2 separate regions of the Triticum aestivum genome follow, and region 1 is linked to region 2. The links are chromatin contacts, called in public Hi-C maps. All regions are on one chromosome and are shown on one strand. The core of a region is the stretch at or near the end of the contact, and the rest is flanking DNA. Distances in the headings are between cores, read along the strand shown.

Region 1 (4,910 bases), core at 1,299-3,798, 540 kb before region 2:
CTTTTTTTATTGCAATCAATAATCGGTGGTCACCTTAATGTACTCCTGTCGGTGTACATATTGGTTCACCTGTTAGTGAAGCAATCACCAAGATAACAAATGTATCTTCTGAGCAGTATGTTCCACCTTAACTGATGTTTGTGCTTGTGCTTTGGTGTTTTTGTCTTTAGAGTACCAGTATTTGATTGTGGATTGCCTGCTAGTTTGTTAGGAAGTTTGTACTGTCTACATTTGTTTTACAGAACTGGTGTGCAATTGTTGAGAGGAGAGTCTTCTCTCTGTATAATTATATCATGCGCCCTTCCCGAAACAACCTTATGCTAACACATGGTGGCTCATCTTTTGAAGCATACACACACACAATTAGTCAAGGATATCACATGTTGCTCTATAGACTACGATATTGGTGCCTGTCCCTTCATACATGTAAAACTGGAATCATGTGGTGTTTGGTTAGAGGTTATATGCATTTTTTTGTTTATAGTAGCTGGAAGTATTCTAATGCTTAGGATTTGGATTCATTATTTTTACCATTGACTAGTATATATACATTGAAAAAGATGATTGATTTCTTTTGTTGTACATATTCTCTGTGAAACTCAAATGTAAAATTAGTTTTTTTTTTCAAATAGGCTGCTATTTTTCTTTTCTTTTTTAAGGGGGACTGCTATTTTTCATTGGTATTCATCATGATGGATTGAATTGCAGACTTTTGTCCATTTTGTCTCACTTTAGTTTCAAATATATGCAGTGTCATCCACAATGTCTGGCGATGTCCAATCTGAAGTCCCCCAGCCACCTTCATCTTCTGTAAAGCCCGCCTCAACTTCGTGCCGAAAGAAGAACTCCGGCACCTCGTTTGTCACGCAACTGAGGGATCACTTCCACGAGTTTATTCATGCCTCCATGGACGAACACAGGACATGCTTAACAAACACTGTCAAGAAATTGTTTGCGATGTCAAAGGGAGTCGCAGAGGGGACTGCTGGGGCAAAAGAAGCTGGAGCTGAAAGCGTTTTGCCACTTCAGAGTGAAGTGTCACGGTAGAAACATATGATGCAATGTCAGTTCTGTGTAGTGAAATTTTGTCGCTGTCACCAAGCATAATCCTCGAGTCAAACAGTAGAGTTTCAAATTTTTGGTGAATATATTATGTACAGTTACATCATGCAATCATGCTGTCGTCATTTGACTGTCTATGCAAGAAGAGAAACATTTCTTTCTCTTCTATCTATAGATAGAATCAGGGTACCCAACAATTGTTTTTTCTGTATTCTGATCTTTTGCCTATAAAAACGATGTCTTTGTCTATCTACAAGTGCGTCACGAGTATGACCAGGACCGCACAAAGAACTACCCCAGCCGAGGAAGCAGCCCAACTGCTCCCCGCCGGCGAGCCGGAGGTGTCCGTCGCGTCGTAGAGGGAGCTGAGCCTGAAATCCGGGTTGGACCCGTACAGCAGCTGCACGCCTTCGACGTCGTCGACGGTGAGGTCGGCCTTCTTCTCCAGCGGTTTGATGCTCGGGTACATGACGGCCTGCGGCGAAGTCGAGTGTCCGAGCCCGAGGACGTGGCCGATCTCGTGAGTCGCCACGGACTCCAGGTCGATGGCCGCGGAAGCTTTTGTTTCGCCAGCGAAGTCCACCGCCCACCGCTCCGCGGCGTCGAGGTGGAGCCGCCCGTTCTTGGGGGAGAAGGCGTGGCCGAGCACGCCGAGCGGCCCGTCGAAGGGCACCCCGTCGCCGTGGCTGCCCTCGTAGAACCCCACCTTGATGTCGGCCTCGTCGTAGTCGTCCGTCTCGACGAACGCCACGGGGATGACCCGCGCCCACCGCTCGAACGCGCGCCGGAACACGGCCCTCACGTCGTTGGGCGCCAGGTAGCCGACGGTGGCCGTCGGCGACACGGCGTACGTGAGCACAACCGGGTCCGGGTCCGACCGCCGCGTCCACCGCGGCTTGCCCTTGAAGAAGGTGAACCGGCTGACCGCGCCGCCGTGCTCCGGCGAGACGGACGCGCCGTGGTCGTCCTGGACGCCGCAGCGCGGGGACATCATCTGGTCGAGCGTCACGGCGTCGAGCCGGCCGGTGACCGGCAGGCTGAGCCGGGACTGGTACCGTCTGACGGCGGCCTCGAGGTGCTCGTCGAAGGCGTCCGTCGGGTCACCGCCGTGCTCCGCCCCGGCATGCTTGGGCATGTAGCCGAACGTGGCCAGGTACCGCTTCAGGTCGCCGAGCCCCGTCACGCGGGTCCCCCGCTGCGCGTCTAGCAGCCGCTTGAACGAGTGCCACCCTTGGCCATGGTGCCGGCCGTGCACCGGCGCCGGCGCCGGCGCAGACCGCGCGGCGGCGCACGAGAGGAGGCAAAGTATCAGCAGCAGCGGGAGGCACGCAGCTGCCCGAGCGGGGCGACATGGAACCATGAGAGCCAGGCGCGCGCACGCGCTGGCCGTTATTCTCGTTACAGGTCTCCGCGCGGCAAAGAATCTTATGAGAGAAACGAAGCAGAAGAGAACAAAAAGGTTCGGATAGGAGAGCCGATGGGTCCTCGGTTGGCCACCGGCTGACTCCGTCGTCGCCCCGTCGTCGTCGTCTCCCCGGGCGCCCTTCTCCGTCACGCAATAGATCGAGCTCTGCGTCATACGTGAAGACCAAAGGCTTTTTCCCTTTTTCTTTTCTGCGAGCTGATTCAAACGTATATACTCCTAGATTATATAGACATATCTCTATGTTTGATTTTTGGTAGAAAATGATTTGTACTCCATCTTCTACCTTGTATATCTCTAAGTGCTGTTGTCAGATTTTTATTGATTCCGTATTAATATGGAGCTAATCCGAGCAGTGTCACACCCGGACTCGGCACACGTATTAGGCCAACCCAGCGCGCGACCACATCTCGTTTGGATGCGTCCGTTTGAGGTAAAACGGATAAATTAGATGGCCCAATGCATGAATACAAATGGATTTTTGTCCGTTTTCTATCCGCTTTCGACCCCATCCCGGCTCAAGTTTGGGCCGCTTTTGGGGTGAAATGGACAGTGCGCGGACGGGCGGGCCGTATGCGCGTGTCCTCTCTTGGCCCGCCCGTCGGTGGCATAGGGATCCCTTTTTCTATTCGCCCCCTCCCCCCTCTAGCCGCACCCCTCCACTCTTCTCCACTTTTGCCCTCGCTGCCGTTGCCGCTGCCATTGCAGTTGTGCAGCTCGGACGCTCGCTCGCCCAGCCCCCTTCCCCTCGATGCCCCCGAGCTACCCAACCACGGCCACCTGATTAGCGCACACCGCGGTCGGATTTGGAGCGGATCCGGTCGGTTTTAAGCTCGCCCGGCTGTGGGAGGCCGCGCCGCGCCATGGACTTGCTGGGCACCGGGCCGGAAGGCTCCGGCAAGGCCGCAAGGTCGCATGCAGGTAGTGGCTTCTCTAGCCGCTCGGATCTACACCGTCGGTGGTCCGCCGACAGATACACGAATGATGGTCGGTCGGGCTCGATGCTAGCCCAAAAGCTCGTCGGCGCACCGTTGCCATTCATTAAGTGCGACGACTGCCCAAAGAAGGTCGTGCGCCGCGTGTCTACAACGCCAGAACATCCCGGATGGATGTTCATCAAGTGATTAAACGATGGAGTATGTGCTACTCTAGCTTCGGTTGTGCTCTCAGATTTGACTAGTTGTAACTTAAAATTTTATTGTGTAGAATGAATGCAAATTTTGGTATTGGAAAAAAGAGTACATCGATATATTGATAGAGCGCAGTAGATGTTCGTACACTTTTAGCTAGCATAGATGCTAGAGATGAGACTAGTGCACTTGTTGTTAGAATAGAGGCTAGACATGAGACTAGATGTGAGGAAGCAACGTCTACTTCTTTACACTCGAAAAAGAAAGAAGGACGCAAGATCAAGCCTCCATAGATCAACGATGAATGCATCGAGAATGCACTAATCCAACTTACAGGAGTAGTTATGGAAGTTGGATATGTTCTAAAATGTATTCTTGTGGTTCTTGTTTTCTTTGGTCTTACTTTTCTAGTTAAAATTTGGTGATGTATTTCGATGTATCAAAAATCAATAATGAGAAAAAGTTATGGGTTTGCAAAGAAAAATTTATACGGACAGGATGCGGCCTGAATGCGTCGCCACCGCATCACAGAAACTGTCCGGACACGATCTTATTGTCCTACACAAACGAACAGAATTTAAACAAAACGGACGTCCATTTAGGATCGTTGGAGTTGACCTTAGGAACTGCACTAGGAGCCATAGGTGGTCCGGAAGGAGGTAAGAACGCGGCTTCAGGATGGCCTGAGACGAGAACTTTACGACCGGACCGTTTGTGCAAATTGACGAAGGGTAATGATTAAGTTGACAAGTCAATGGTTTAGGTGATTGGGCTGAGGTAATCGTATGATGGGCAAAGAGTAGAGTTTGATCATGGATGCCCCTGTCAAATGGCGTTTTCAACGTTCTCAGCGCATACGGCAAGTTGGAAAACGACGCAGCGGGCCGTTTTCTCGGCCTTGGTCTTAGCGGGCGGCTTACGTGAGAAATTGCTCTAGCCTGTTGCAGCTTCAGTGGAGAGAATTCTCCTCCTTTTCCTAGTTTTTTTAACCCCTCCTCCTTTTCCTAGTATTCCCAGCCCCATGGCCAGAAAAATACGACATCGATTCAAATGTCCAAACCCTGCACAAGAAAAACAGAGCCAATAGTTTCGATCATACTAGTTCCTGGCCCTTGTTGCCCATTCGTGCGCCAACGCAACACAGTCGCGTCACGATCAGATGGCGATCTCCTGTCCTGTGCGAGGTGTTCGACCGCAATAACAATAAATCTTGCATCGCTCCCATCCTTCAGTATTGTGGAGACCGTGACCATCTGACCGCGACCCGCGCGCGCTGCACCAGAGAAGGCCGCCCT
Region 2 (5,141 bases), core at 1,016-3,515:
TCTGTATTGCTGTCTATGATTGAGTTTGTTGTTGTACTTGATCCATCTTACAGCACTTTATGTCCATCCTAATATTTTAGTTTAAACAGTTCTTCTCAATTGCTGATTGCGTATTCTTCTGCACTTAGCCTATCATACTGTGGATCTCTATTGTCTCCAAAAGAAAATCACAACCTACACACTCCCAACGTTTGGAAATACATCCATTTCTCCGACAAGCATTTCCGGGCGTTGGGAGTAGATCACAACAGAAGGTGGATACTGGCTTCTCCTAGTCCTAGGTCGATGGAACATATATACCTTAGGGGGGGAATTAAAAAGACTGTTCACAAATTGTTGTTATCCACAGGCAGTATTTACACCCAGTACATTAAGTTCACAAATGTATTACGTTCTTCAAAAAAATGACCACAAAACATTCTGTTCTTGGAAGAAAAAGTTCACAAAATAATTCTATGAGAAGACTGCACATAACATCCATGCTGAAAGCAACACATATGATACATAGGAAGCAATAGTAGTATTAAACCAAGTGAATTAATCATAACACTCACCGCTCTGACCAGTGACCATCATCATTTGACTATAGCTTCAGGCTCTCCAGGTACCTCCTGCCTTCCAGCTTGGCGGCGAAGTACCCCTTGGTGAAGTCAAGGCCATCGACCGTCTTATAGCGTGCGTCACCCAGCTCCTGAAACGGGCCAATCGTGCAGGGAAGGTGCACGCTGTGGAACGCCGCAATGGTGATCCTCTCCTTGTCAGGGTTAACCACCGCCCGGTGCTCGATGCTCCTGTACTTGCCGTTGCTGAGGATCTGTTTGAATCCAATGGTAATTTCTCAGTGTTTTATTTCAACAAGCTTAAATAGACAGGCAGCTGACGACTTGAAGTGATCATACTATTTGCAGATCAAACAGAGCAGATACTAATTTGAACTGAAACCATGACAAGAATTATGGAACGTAGGGAGTACTGGCTAGGAACACACCTCAAGGACGTCGCCGATGTTGACGACGAGAGCTCCGGGCAGGGCGTGCACGGAGAACCACTCCCCATCCTTCCTGATCTGCAGCCCTTGCACGTCGTTCGCGTGGAGGAGGAGCGTCATGCCGACGCCGTCGGTGTGCGGCGAGAGGCCCAGCACCTTGCCGGCCTGACGGCAGGGAGGGTAGTAGTTGATCCTCACGCACTGGGGCAGACCCTTGAAGGTGCCAAGGAGCGCCTCCTGGTCAACTCCCAGGTCCCTGGCCATGAACCTGAACAGTTGCTCGGCCACACTTGCTAGCTCCGTCGTGTACTTGTCAAGCGTGTCCCTGGGGATCAGGATGAGCACAGCAGCAGGGATCAAAAAAAATGCTTGAAACATTCAGGTTCATGTCACCTGAAGCTGGAGGGATGGATCTAGTTGACGAAACAGAGAAGCATTTCATTTTCACCTGAAGGTGGAGGGCTTGGTGGGCCAGAAGTCCAGGCTCCGCTCGTCGGCGGGCCGGGTGGCGAGGAACAGCAGGTCCACCCAGTCCAGCTTCTGCTCCTCGGAGAAGACGAAGTGGTGGCCGAAGCCCTGCATGCCGTTGGGCGGGATCGCCACGGCCGACTTCACCTCCAGGGGAAGGCCGAAGAAGTCGGCGACGTCGGCCTTCGTCCGCCCCAGCAGGCCCCCGTCCACGCCATGGTTCACGAGCTGCAGGGGAAGAAATAAAACATCAAACGTCTCCAACGATTTCTCTGCTTGCTGCCTGATGACATGACACGAATCGTGGAATGGAATGGTGTTGTTGCAGACCTGGAAGAACCCCCAGTGCTCGCATGCGGATCCGAGCTTAGCCGACTCCTCCGCCGAGAACTCGGGGTCGAGCAGCATGGACATGTCGATTGTCGGCAGAGCAGGACCACCCGCATCGGCGGCGAGGGGATCGGCGTCGATCTCCTGCCTGATGTACCTCTCGGGGACCTCGCCGGAGTCGTGGAAGGCCTCTGCGAGGGCCTGCACACTCTCTTCATGGCCGGTGAACTCCACCTTGATCTTCTCAAAGGACTCGGCCATCCTTCCTTTGGTCCTACTAGCTTTGCTGGTGATCAATGGCTATGAGCGTCTGATAGCTGAGATGTACTTCCTCCGTCTCATAATGTAAGACGTTTTTTTGCCTCTAGTATATTGTCAAAAAACGTCTTACATTACGAGACAAAGGGAGTAGTATGTATCTAGGCAGGCGAGTGCGATTCAAACAAGCCATTCTACATCAATGAAGTCAACGTTCCCCTCCAATTGCATGCTCAAGAAATTGTGTTTTTTGTTAGCTCAACTTGGTATAACAGACTTATGCAACACGAAAGCTCATTATTAGGTAACAGAAAGTGTCCAAATAGTAGTCTAAGATGCAATATACAGAGCTGTCCATGTCTACAAGATATACTGCCGATGGAATGGTTGATCTAGTGCTGTCAACGATGAGCAGGTCCCCTTGAAAAAAGAAAAACGATGAGCAGGTAGTTTTTTTGTTCTGAAAAAATCAATAGGCAGTTTGTTGCTTCACGATTGACTTATTTCCTATACGATTCTGGCAATAAAGGTCAACAATAAAAGTGAGCTTGCACCCTCATGATTCACTGATTTCATTGTACGTTTGGTGTACGTTTCTTGGCAGCAAAGTTTGAGCCATCGAAGTGGAACCCTGTGCCATATGTTGAAACCAACAAAGTGTAAGCATGAAAAAGGCAACTGCCTGTCTAAAGATATGGTGTAACAGCCGCGAAAAACGCACCAGTGCACACGTAAGGCAGACACACAACAAAGGAAACATGGTTGCCAGTTGCCACATCAAGGTCAAAGCATTCACTGGAACCAAAAAGCACCAGTCAATCATTCCAACATGGGGCTGGTACTCGAGAGAAGGTAAAGTACAACCGTTGATGAGTAAAATTAAGCCAGACCCCGTCCTTCTTCTCCTTGGTACTGTATCCATACAGATTAAACGGAGGGTTTGGGGTGATTAATGGCTAATCCTACGACACAATAATACTGTCCAGTGCAATAGAGAGAAAAGACACTAACTTAAGCTAGTTTTATAGTACATCCACACACACCAGCTCCAAAAGCCTTCACTCAAATCCTATCCCCTTTCGCTTCCATACTCGGCAAGCTACCGATATGTACAAACACGCCATGGTTGTCTCGATTGCCTTGAATTAGCCATGGGCTTTTCCTGTTTCCACAAGGTTCCCGAAACGGATTGACAAGCACAGGATCAGAAATGAACACCAATAAATGAAGCTCCGGAAACAACAAAAAGAGAAGAGCCAGTTACCTCTTGAGGCAGAAGTAGCACTCCTGAAATTAGTCCTAGGGAGTTTTTCGCCAGTAATTTTGGAGGCTATAAGAGAACTCTGCAGGCCCTCGAGCAACTGCATTACAGAAAACAGCAAGACTAAGTTAGCACATGTATCAAACTCCGTAAAACAAGTGTATGTCGAGGTTCTGCAGCAAGTTCAGACATGTAACAAGCACACAATGGGGAAAAACAATCACATCGCTCAGATTTATTCTAAAGGGAGCAACACTAGTATTGAAACTCATAACAGTAATGAGACCTCTGACAAAAGTATAGAATGACTACAACGATACTGAAAGGCTCAAAAGTAGTAAGCTATAGCTATATTATGCACCGCAAGGACATGCTACCAATATTCAGTGACGGAAAGTAGTACAACTACATTATAAATTTAGTGCCAACTTAAGGACAGTTCCAGTAGTTACCCGTGAGGTTGGTTGAATCCGGCGGTTTGACCTTCGGGGTTCAGCAGAATCTGAGCTGGTCTTGGCTGAAACGTCAGGAGTTTTCAGCACCCTCCTGTTCACGTTACTATCCGCAGAAGGAACAAATTTCCTTTTAGCTCGATTAGCAGCAATCGGATTCTTCTTGACAGCAGGAACGGTTGGTGTGGCTTGTAAACGTGATTCCAGAATAGAAGCATCTTCAGTTCTAAGATCAGTGGCATGAGCCAAATTATTCTTTTCTACAGTTGGGTTCACAGGGTTGGAAGAGCTTGTCGTACTTGCCGCAAAAGCAAAAGTACTTTCAAGAGCACTAGAGCTTGGGACAGGAGTGGATAAAGGATCCTCGCCAGGAACACCGTTAGTTGATGTTGTCTGAGGCTTGGCAGATTTAAGTCCTCTGGATCGCATGTCACTTGCCCTCTTGGCTCTCTGGTCGAGTTTTAGGGTACTTTCCCGTGGTCTTGGCACCTGTGGCACTGGATGTTTTGCATATCTGGTGGATGCACTACCCTCAGAAATTCTATCAGATTGATCGCCAACATAATGTTTGCTTACATCCATGAACTTCTTCTTCTTTCCAGGTTTTGGAACACCGAAGACCTTTGTTCCTTCCTTCTGCAGTCCAGGTCGCCTGGTGGTTTTAATCTCAGTTGCACCTTTTCCAATGTTAAAAAGCACGTCCCTATCAGATAAAGCCAGTGGCTTTGGCTCATCTGGTTTTACTACAGTGTTAGTGCTCTTCTTGTCTTTGGTAGGGGGACGTGCTTCTCCAACAGTGGGCACAGGATCGCTCACGACAGTGTTAGTGCTCTTCTTGTCTTTGGTAGGGGGACGTGCTTCTCCAACAGTAGGCACAGGGTCGCTCACTACAGTGTTAGTGCTCTTCTTGTCTTTAGAAGGGGGACGTGCTTCTCCAACAGTAGGCACAGGATCATTCACTGCTGTCCGCTGGCGTTTCTCATATGGAGAATCACCCTGTACCCAAAAATATTGTTATTCAAATATAATTGTGCAGAAGTAATATTTAGCGCATTCCATACAAATAAAATGTACTCCATCCAATGCAGAACGAGGTGTGGCGTATTTGATTGTCCAAATATAAGTTCTAACCTGAAATTATGTATTTCTTTAGTAGTTAAAAGATGAGATCATAAGAACTTTTTGAGACAAATCCAGTAGTATCAAATTTGAGTAAAAATGTCAGTATTAAAGAACTTTTGGATTAATTCTTGGACAAAGATTAAATTTGGGTAGTCAAAATTGCGAGCAAGTGTAGAATATAGAAGGAACCTTATTTGATTTATCTTTCCTCTCTCGTGCACGGGACCACTCTGTCCATTCACCATCCTGCCAAACAAGTGAT

What was found. Hi-C and Micro-C count contacts between places; a contact is called where the count stands out from the background.
Region 1: a Hi-C map of leaf shows a contact between it and region 2, with 4 times the contacts expected there. The contact joins the promoter of LOC123052586 here to the promoter of LOC123052579 in region 2. A contact is called at or near these places in 3 of 5 Hi-C or Micro-C datasets (all in leaf) and 1 of 1 datasets of contacts at active chromatin or transcription factors (leaf).

Annotation. Positions count from the first base shown.
Region 1 is chr1A:392,240,738-392,245,647 of IWGSC CS RefSeq v2.1, reverse strand. It overlaps LOC123052586 (metalloendoproteinase 1-MMP-like), which reads right to left and starts at 2,548. Exons shown (of 1, transcript XM_044475840.1): 1 at 1,131-2,548. The coding sequence starts at 2,422. The coding sequence ends at 1,313.
Region 2 is chr1A:391,700,204-391,705,344 of IWGSC CS RefSeq v2.1, reverse strand. LOC123052579 (2-oxoglutarate-dependent dioxygenase 11) reads right to left here and starts at 2,265. Exons shown (of 4, transcript XM_044475829.1): 1 at 1,787-2,265; 2 at 1,437-1,684; 3 at 989-1,313; 4 at 326-814. The coding sequence starts at 2,047. The coding sequence ends at 584. It overlaps LOC123052555, which reads right to left. Exons shown (of 17, transcript XM_044475806.1): 14 at 5,069-5,141; 15 at 3,758-4,753; 16 at 3,309-3,405; 17 at 2,795-3,206. The coding sequence ends at 3,190. LOC123052569 reads left to right here. Exons shown (of 2, transcript XM_044475816.1): 2 at 1-99.